Linked DNA regions of Pan troglodytes: region 2 is linked to region 1. Evidence: chromatin contacts called from public Hi-C data. All regions are on one chromosome and are shown on one strand. Each heading gives the region's core, a stretch centred on a gene start, on an enhancer-like site or on the middle of the called end of the contact. The rest is flanking DNA. Distances are from core to core; before and after follow the strand shown.

Region 1 (3,178 bases), core at 107-2,606:
GTTAATAATGGTTCATGCTGCAGAAAATGTTCAAGACAAAACCCTGCTTATTTACTCAGGCTTTAAAACCATAAAACTCCCAAATTCTCCCTGTAGCTATTTATATCCAGAGCTAGTCCCCAAATTAAGCTCAGGTTGGAAGTAACTTAAAAGAAAAATAGCCATCCCTGCTTTAAAAAGATTTTCCGTATAGACCTCCACTGGTCTAATTACGAAGGGCGCGTAGTTTCAGGGTTGGCTGGGGGTAGGGCACCGGGACCTCCAAGGCAGTTACACTCCTCAGCCTCCTAACAGCTGTACGGCTGCCCGGTGGTCCCTCTCCAAGGCAGCGGCTCTCAGGCTAGCCTCAGCCGACCCCACCCGCCCGCACCCCGTGTACTCCCTCGTGGGGGTGCCGGGGGGAGTAGGGAGGCGGGGCGGGCGGCAGATCCGGAAAAGTGGCTGCCCTCGCCCCGAAGGAAGTTGACCCTCCTCCTGTGCCGAGAGCTTGGGATGAAAATAGCTTCTTCCTCTTTACCCTTCCTGGACCCCCGCCCCAGGACGACTGGGCCCCTTCATTCATCTTTCAGCGGCCATCCAGGCGGCTTGGGCGTCCCCACGCCGGGACTCTGTGCCCCGGGGGCCCACGGGGACCCTCCCTTGGGCCTCTGAAGCCGCGGCGCACCCCGCACCCAAGCCACCCTGGGGGCCCCGGCCTCCCCCACCCAATTAGCGGGCAGCACCGCAGACCCGAGTCCCCACGCGGCTCGCGCCAGGGGAGGCGGCTGCCTGGGAAGCCCGTCCCCCGCGCCGCGGCCCCCGCCCCCGCCAGCCCCGCGTCCCCTGGGAAAGGCGGGGGCGCAGCGAGTTTCCCCCAATTAGTTTCCTCTTTGTATGGAGTCTTAGCGCGCCCGTACTCCTCCGCGCAGCGGAAAGTAGTCCCGGCCGGGCGCTGCGCGGCTTCCCAGCGCCAGACACATTTTACTTTGAGAAGTCGACTGGACTCTCAGCGGGGTCCTTCGGAGGGGGGCCAGAGGCCGCGGGAGGCGTGCGCGGGCAGCAGGGGCAGGGGCCGTGGCCAAGGGTAGGGGGCGGGGAGGGCCGCGAACTCCTCGCCGCTGCCTGGAGAGATGGATCATGGGGCGTAGGGAGATGGCAAACCTCAAACCACGTACGGCGGGCGATACGCGTCAACCGAACCTCGCCAACGGAAGCCCGGAGCCGCCCCTCCCCGCTCCCCCGCCCCGCCGCCCCGGACGGACGGGCGCGCGGAGCCAACCCCGCTGCCGCTGGCTGTCCAAATCCCACCAGAGCCAATGGGAGCGCGAGGGGGGCGGAGCCATCTCGCGTCAGTTGGGCTGCGCGCCCCCCTCCCCCGGCGCCCCTGCAGGCCCCGCCCCTGCCTCCTCCCCTCTCCGCTCGCTGCTCCCGGAGTAGTTGGTGCCAGTGAAGTGAGGGCGGCGATGAGAGCGAAAGTTGCGCTCGGCTCGTCGCTGGGGGCTTGAAGCGGCTCCGCGCTCTGCCCGTTTGGGCCTCCCCCGACTCGGACTCGCGCCCGTGGGCTCCCGCCGCGCCCGCCCGGCCCCGCGCCGGCCCCGCGCCCCCTCCCCCGTCTCGGCGCCCCCTCCTCAGGAGCCGCGGGTCCCCGCCACTTTCGCACGGCCCCGGCCCCCGCCGATGCCGGCCATGGTGGAGAAGGGCCCCGAGGTCTCAGGGAAGCGGAGAGGGAGGAACAACGCGGCCGCCTCCGCCTCCGCCGCCGCCGCCGCCTCGGCCGCCTGCGCCTCGCCAGCCGCCACTGCCGCCTCGGGCGCCGCCGCCTCCTCAGCCTCGGCCGCCGCCGCCTCAGCCGCCGCCGCCCCCAATAATGGCCAGAATAAAAGTTTGGCGGCGGCGGCGCCCAATGGCAACAGCAGCAGCAACTCCTGGGAGGAAGGCAGCTCGGGCTCGTCCAGCGACGAGGAGCACGGTAGGTGGCAGCCGCCCCCGCGGCCCCGGGCCCCGCGCCCCGCGCCGCGCTGACCGCCGTGTTCTGCTTCCCCCGCAGGTGGCGGTGGCATGAGGGTCGGACCCCAGTACCAGGCGGTGGTGCCCGACTTCGACCCCGGTGAGTAGCGGCCCCGGCCGGCCGGCGGCGGGGATGAGCGGGAGCCCCGGGTCCCCGGCGAGCCCGAGGGGGCGGGAGCCCGCCGACAACTTTCTTTTTGTGTGTGCGTTCGCCCTGCCGTCCGTGGGGAGAACAGCAGGGCGAGGACGAGGAGGCGCACACGCACACGAGTGTTCTGCAAACGTGCCTCTGCACCCGGGGGAGGCCAGGTCGCCCCCGGCAGGGCCGGCGCCGCTGCCCCCTTGCGCCTCCGAGGACTGCGGGTGGCGTCGGAGGTGGCCACACCTGGCCTGGGGGCGCTGGGGGTCCCTGCGTCCAGGTGAGCTGCGCCTCGGCCAGGGGTAAGGGTGGCAGTGCCGGAGAGTTAGCGTCCTGCGAGCGCCCCGGACTTAGGAGGTCCCCAGAGACCCCTTTCTCGGAACCCTTCCCAAAGGCTGCTCCCCACGCCTTTGCTCCTCCTCTCAGCCTCTGGGCTCTTGCTGGCTCCTGACTCCCCTCCCATCCAGAAGGCGAGTAGAAGAACGACCCCCCCAAAACCAGTCAATAAAAGAAGTGTGTTTTCCAGAGGGCGCCTGCCTGGGGAAGAGAGTCTCGCGTGTGGCAGTTTGATTTTAGGACCTATTTGTAAATGTGTGTATTTCCTTTTTTTTGGAGGAAGAGACTGTGAAATTGAGAAGCATCAGAAGCTTTAGCCTAACAAATGCTTTTCACCTACAAGAAAGCCCTACACCCTAGAATGGAACACTTAGTTCCCTGGCTGCTATTCTGTGTAGAAGCAAATTTAAAGTGGTACAAGAAAAAAAATCCAATCAGACAAAGGAATTCGTCAGATTTTAATGCATGAGATTCTAGCCAGTGTCTGTATGAGACTGTCTTTAAAGGTTGTTGGTATGGAAAATGTTTGAAAGAACGTAGGATTTATTTCAGAAATAAAATTCAAAAGAGCATCTTGTAAAGCTGGAGTTAACAATCCTCCCTGGTTGGAGGGCTTTAGAGCTGGGGTTCTCTATGTGGGTTATACCATTAGTTTATTTGAAAAGATAAACGCATACATGTTTTTTCCTTGGAAACAAGACTGCAGAAAATTGCAAT
Region 2 (3,176 bases), core at 250-2,749, 98 kb after region 1:
TAGACCAGTCTAGTGTGAGTATAACACTGTTTCATATACCAAGGAATTTTGCTGTTTTAGTTAGGTCTGTTAATGGCATTGGTGTTATGAAACAAATATTCCCACATTTTAAAAAGAGGTGTATATTGATATATGTAGGGATGAAATGAAATAATTGGGATTTACTTTAAAATTCTTCAGCACATGTAAAGCACATTTTGGGATCAGTTCACCAAATTGTTCTGTGGATGCAGATTAAAGTATTGTTTCCGTGTTTAATTTACTGTCCTGTGGTTATGTAGGACAGTATACCTACCCTTAGAAAACACTTGCTGAATGTTTAAGAGTACTGGGTCATAATATATGAAAGCTGCTCTCAAGTAGTTCAGGAAAAAGTTAACACACACACACACACACACACACACGCTTATTTTTATTATTAAAAATAGCCTCTAACTTACCCCACCATGTGGACATAACCACTATTAAAGTTTGCTTCCGGATCTTTTCGGTATGCTTATATGCACTCTGATTTTAAGCACAAATGGTTACATCTTCTGTGTAGTGGTTTTCAACTTTAATTTTCCTGCAATTAAAAATTAAACCGAGTTTTGATCCTGAATAATATCACATCTTGTAGCATACTTTATTCAACTACATCTCTCCTTCCTTCCTTCCTTCCTTCTTTTTCTTTTTCTTTTTTTTTTTTTTTTGAGACAGTCTTGCTCTGTCGCACAGGCTGGAGTGCAGTCACACGGTCTCAGCCCATTGCAACCTCCGCCTCCCAGGTTCAAGCAATTCTCGTGCCTCAGCCTCCCAAGTAGCTGGAATTACAGGCATGTACCACCAACACCTGGCTAATTTTCATATTTTTAGTAGAGTTGGGGTTTCACCATGTTGGCCAGGCTGGTGTTGAATTCCTGACCTTAAGTGATTGACCTGCCTCAGCCTCTCAAAGTGTTGAGATTACAGGCCTGAGCTTCTGCTCCCAGCCCACATCCCATTCTTGAACATTTAGATGTTCTTCTTTTTTCCTCCTATAAATAACACAAGTACACAGGAATTTATAATGTCCTCTCCCCAGTTGAAAAGAAAGCCCTTCTTAATTCTGCAGATCAGGTTTCTCAATTATGTGCATTCATAGTTCTTTTTCTCGGTCACTTACGACAATTGGAATTCATTTGTATGACTATTTCTCTCTCCAGTCAGACATGCGAGTTCCATAAGGGCAGAGATTGTCTATTTTAATCACAGCTATCAAAGCAGCACCAGGCACACAGTACGCCTGAAAGATTTGTTAAATCAGTGGAGAATAATTTCAACATAAACAATATATTTTATAAAAGATCACTTTGTTGCAACTTACTTTGAAAGCTCTTAAATAACTTGTTTGTATAGCAGTGCTTATGGAAGGCTACTCTATTGGATGGAGAATAGAAAACCCTCCACATTGCAAACAGTGGGACTTAACAGTGGGAGGGCCTGCCCCTCCCAACTCCCTCTCACAGGCAGGAGAGCCTGCCCTCTCATACTCCATCTCACAATGGGGTTTAGCTTCCTTTTCAGAGCTAAAGAACCCACCCAGCCTTCCTATAACACAGACTCTCTTTCATCTTTAATGGACAGAATCAAGATTATTGCTGCCAGAGATAGAAAGTTGGGGAAAAGTCCTCGAGGGTCCCCTTCTTTGTTTGGAGCAATTTGATGCAGGTAGCTTGTATTTCTGTTTATCTGCTTCCTGTTTCGTCTTTTATCTTTTATCCATCACCTTAAGCATTTATGCTTTTTTTTTTTAATCTTAAGAAATGGGGGTTCACTGTGTTGCCCAAGCTGGTCTCAAACTCCTGGGCTCAAGTAATCCTCCCGTCTTGGCTTATCAAAGTGCTGGGATTACAGGCTATAAGTGTGAGCCACTGCATCTGGCCAATCTTTTGTTTTTTGTATGAGGGTAGCTGGAGCACTTTTAATTTTCTAAGGTTAAAAACTTACCTTTGCTTCACTTAAGGAAACCATGTGAGAAAAAATGCACTTTTCATTTTCATCACTGCCCTACCAGCAACTACTGGTGTACTCTGCCAAGATAAGCTTCAGACAAGTCACTTCTCTGGGGATTGGGGTTGGAGACTGACTTATTCTGTAAAGTGGGATTTTAACAAACTCCCACTAAGAAATAGCTTTTAAAAATTTATTTTTTTGAGACAGAGTCTTGCTCTGTTGCCCAGGCTGGAGTGCAGTGGCACAATCTCAGCTCACTGCAACCTCCGCCTCCCGGGTTCACGCCATTCTCCTGCCTCAGCCTCCCCAGTAGCTGGGACTATAGGCGCCCGCCACCATGCCCGGCTAATTTTTTTGTTTTTGTTTTTGTTTTTGTATTTTTAGTAGAGATGGGGTTTCACCGTGTTAGCCAGGATGGTCTCAATCTCCTGACCTGGTGATCCGCCCGCCTCGGCCTCCCAAAGTGCTAGGATTACAGGCGTGAGCCATTGCGCCCGGCCAAGAAATAGCATTTTTATAAAGAAAGTACATTTTGTTACCTACTTGGAAGGACGGATTGATGAAATCCTCAGGCAGAGTCTCTGGCTTGGCTTCCTGTGCTGTTTTCCACCCCAGAGAGGGAGCGTTCAGATGTTTACTGTAGTAATGTCTGTGCCCACCAGGTGGCACAATTGCTTTACTTAAATGATTTAAGCTCATTTTGATTCTCAGCGAGGTGTGATAACTCATTTCTTATTTTAATAATAAAAGATGCCACGATATTTGTTACTGTATTTTTAAAGAGAATTTTTGCATGTTCAGTTGAGTGATGAGAGAGAAATTGGTGTCATGTTTCCTCTGTGGTACCTAATCCTACAGCAAGAGTTTCAAAAATATTTTTTTAAAAAAGCTCTAAGAAGGCTATAAGCCTTGTCATCAGCCCACCGTGTGGTGCCAGCCTGTTGCTTTGCATAGAATATCCAAGATCACACAGTGTTCTGAATATCTGCAGTATCTAGGGGGAGGGAAGGGTGAGTTAAGGTTACTGTGGCAATTTTCATCTGCATTTCTCCCTTCTTTTGCACTTGAGACTTACTGAGGGTACTAGGGCATTTCGTTCATTGAATTAAAATGAATATAGAAACAATTGAAGTTTAGCGTCCATCTGTTTCTTACCCCTGCTTTCTGTCACTTCATCAACCACAGTTCTATTAACTTCATTC

Evidence for each region. Hi-C and Micro-C count contacts between places; a contact is called where the count stands out from the background.
Region 2: a contact with region 1 is called in a Hi-C map of stem cell-derived neural progenitor cells, with 2.8 times the contacts expected there. The contact joins the enhancer-like site here to the promoter of RCOR1 in region 1. A contact is called at or near these places in 1 of 7 Hi-C or Micro-C datasets (stem cell-derived neural progenitor cells) and 1 of 1 datasets of contacts at active chromatin or transcription factors (stem cell-derived excitatory neurons).

What each region holds. Positions count from the first base shown.
Region 1 is chr15:100,605,174-100,608,351 of NHGRI_mPanTro3-v2.0_pri, forward strand. RCOR1 (REST corepressor 1) reads left to right here and starts at 1,357. Exons shown (of 12, transcript XR_010151278.1): 1 at 1,357-1,948; 2 at 2,027-2,086.
Region 2 is chr15:100,702,917-100,706,092 of NHGRI_mPanTro3-v2.0_pri, forward strand. All of the region lies in intron 3 of RCOR1 (REST corepressor 1), which reads left to right. Among named protein-coding and RNA genes, the nearest start is that of TRAF3, 85 kb to the right of the region's middle. Within about 2 kb of position 1,500, at least 4 of the 24 cell types and tissues checked have an H3K27ac peak or open chromatin away from gene starts, as enhancers often do. A contact at or near this core is called in stem cell-derived neural progenitor cells, where this site is marked.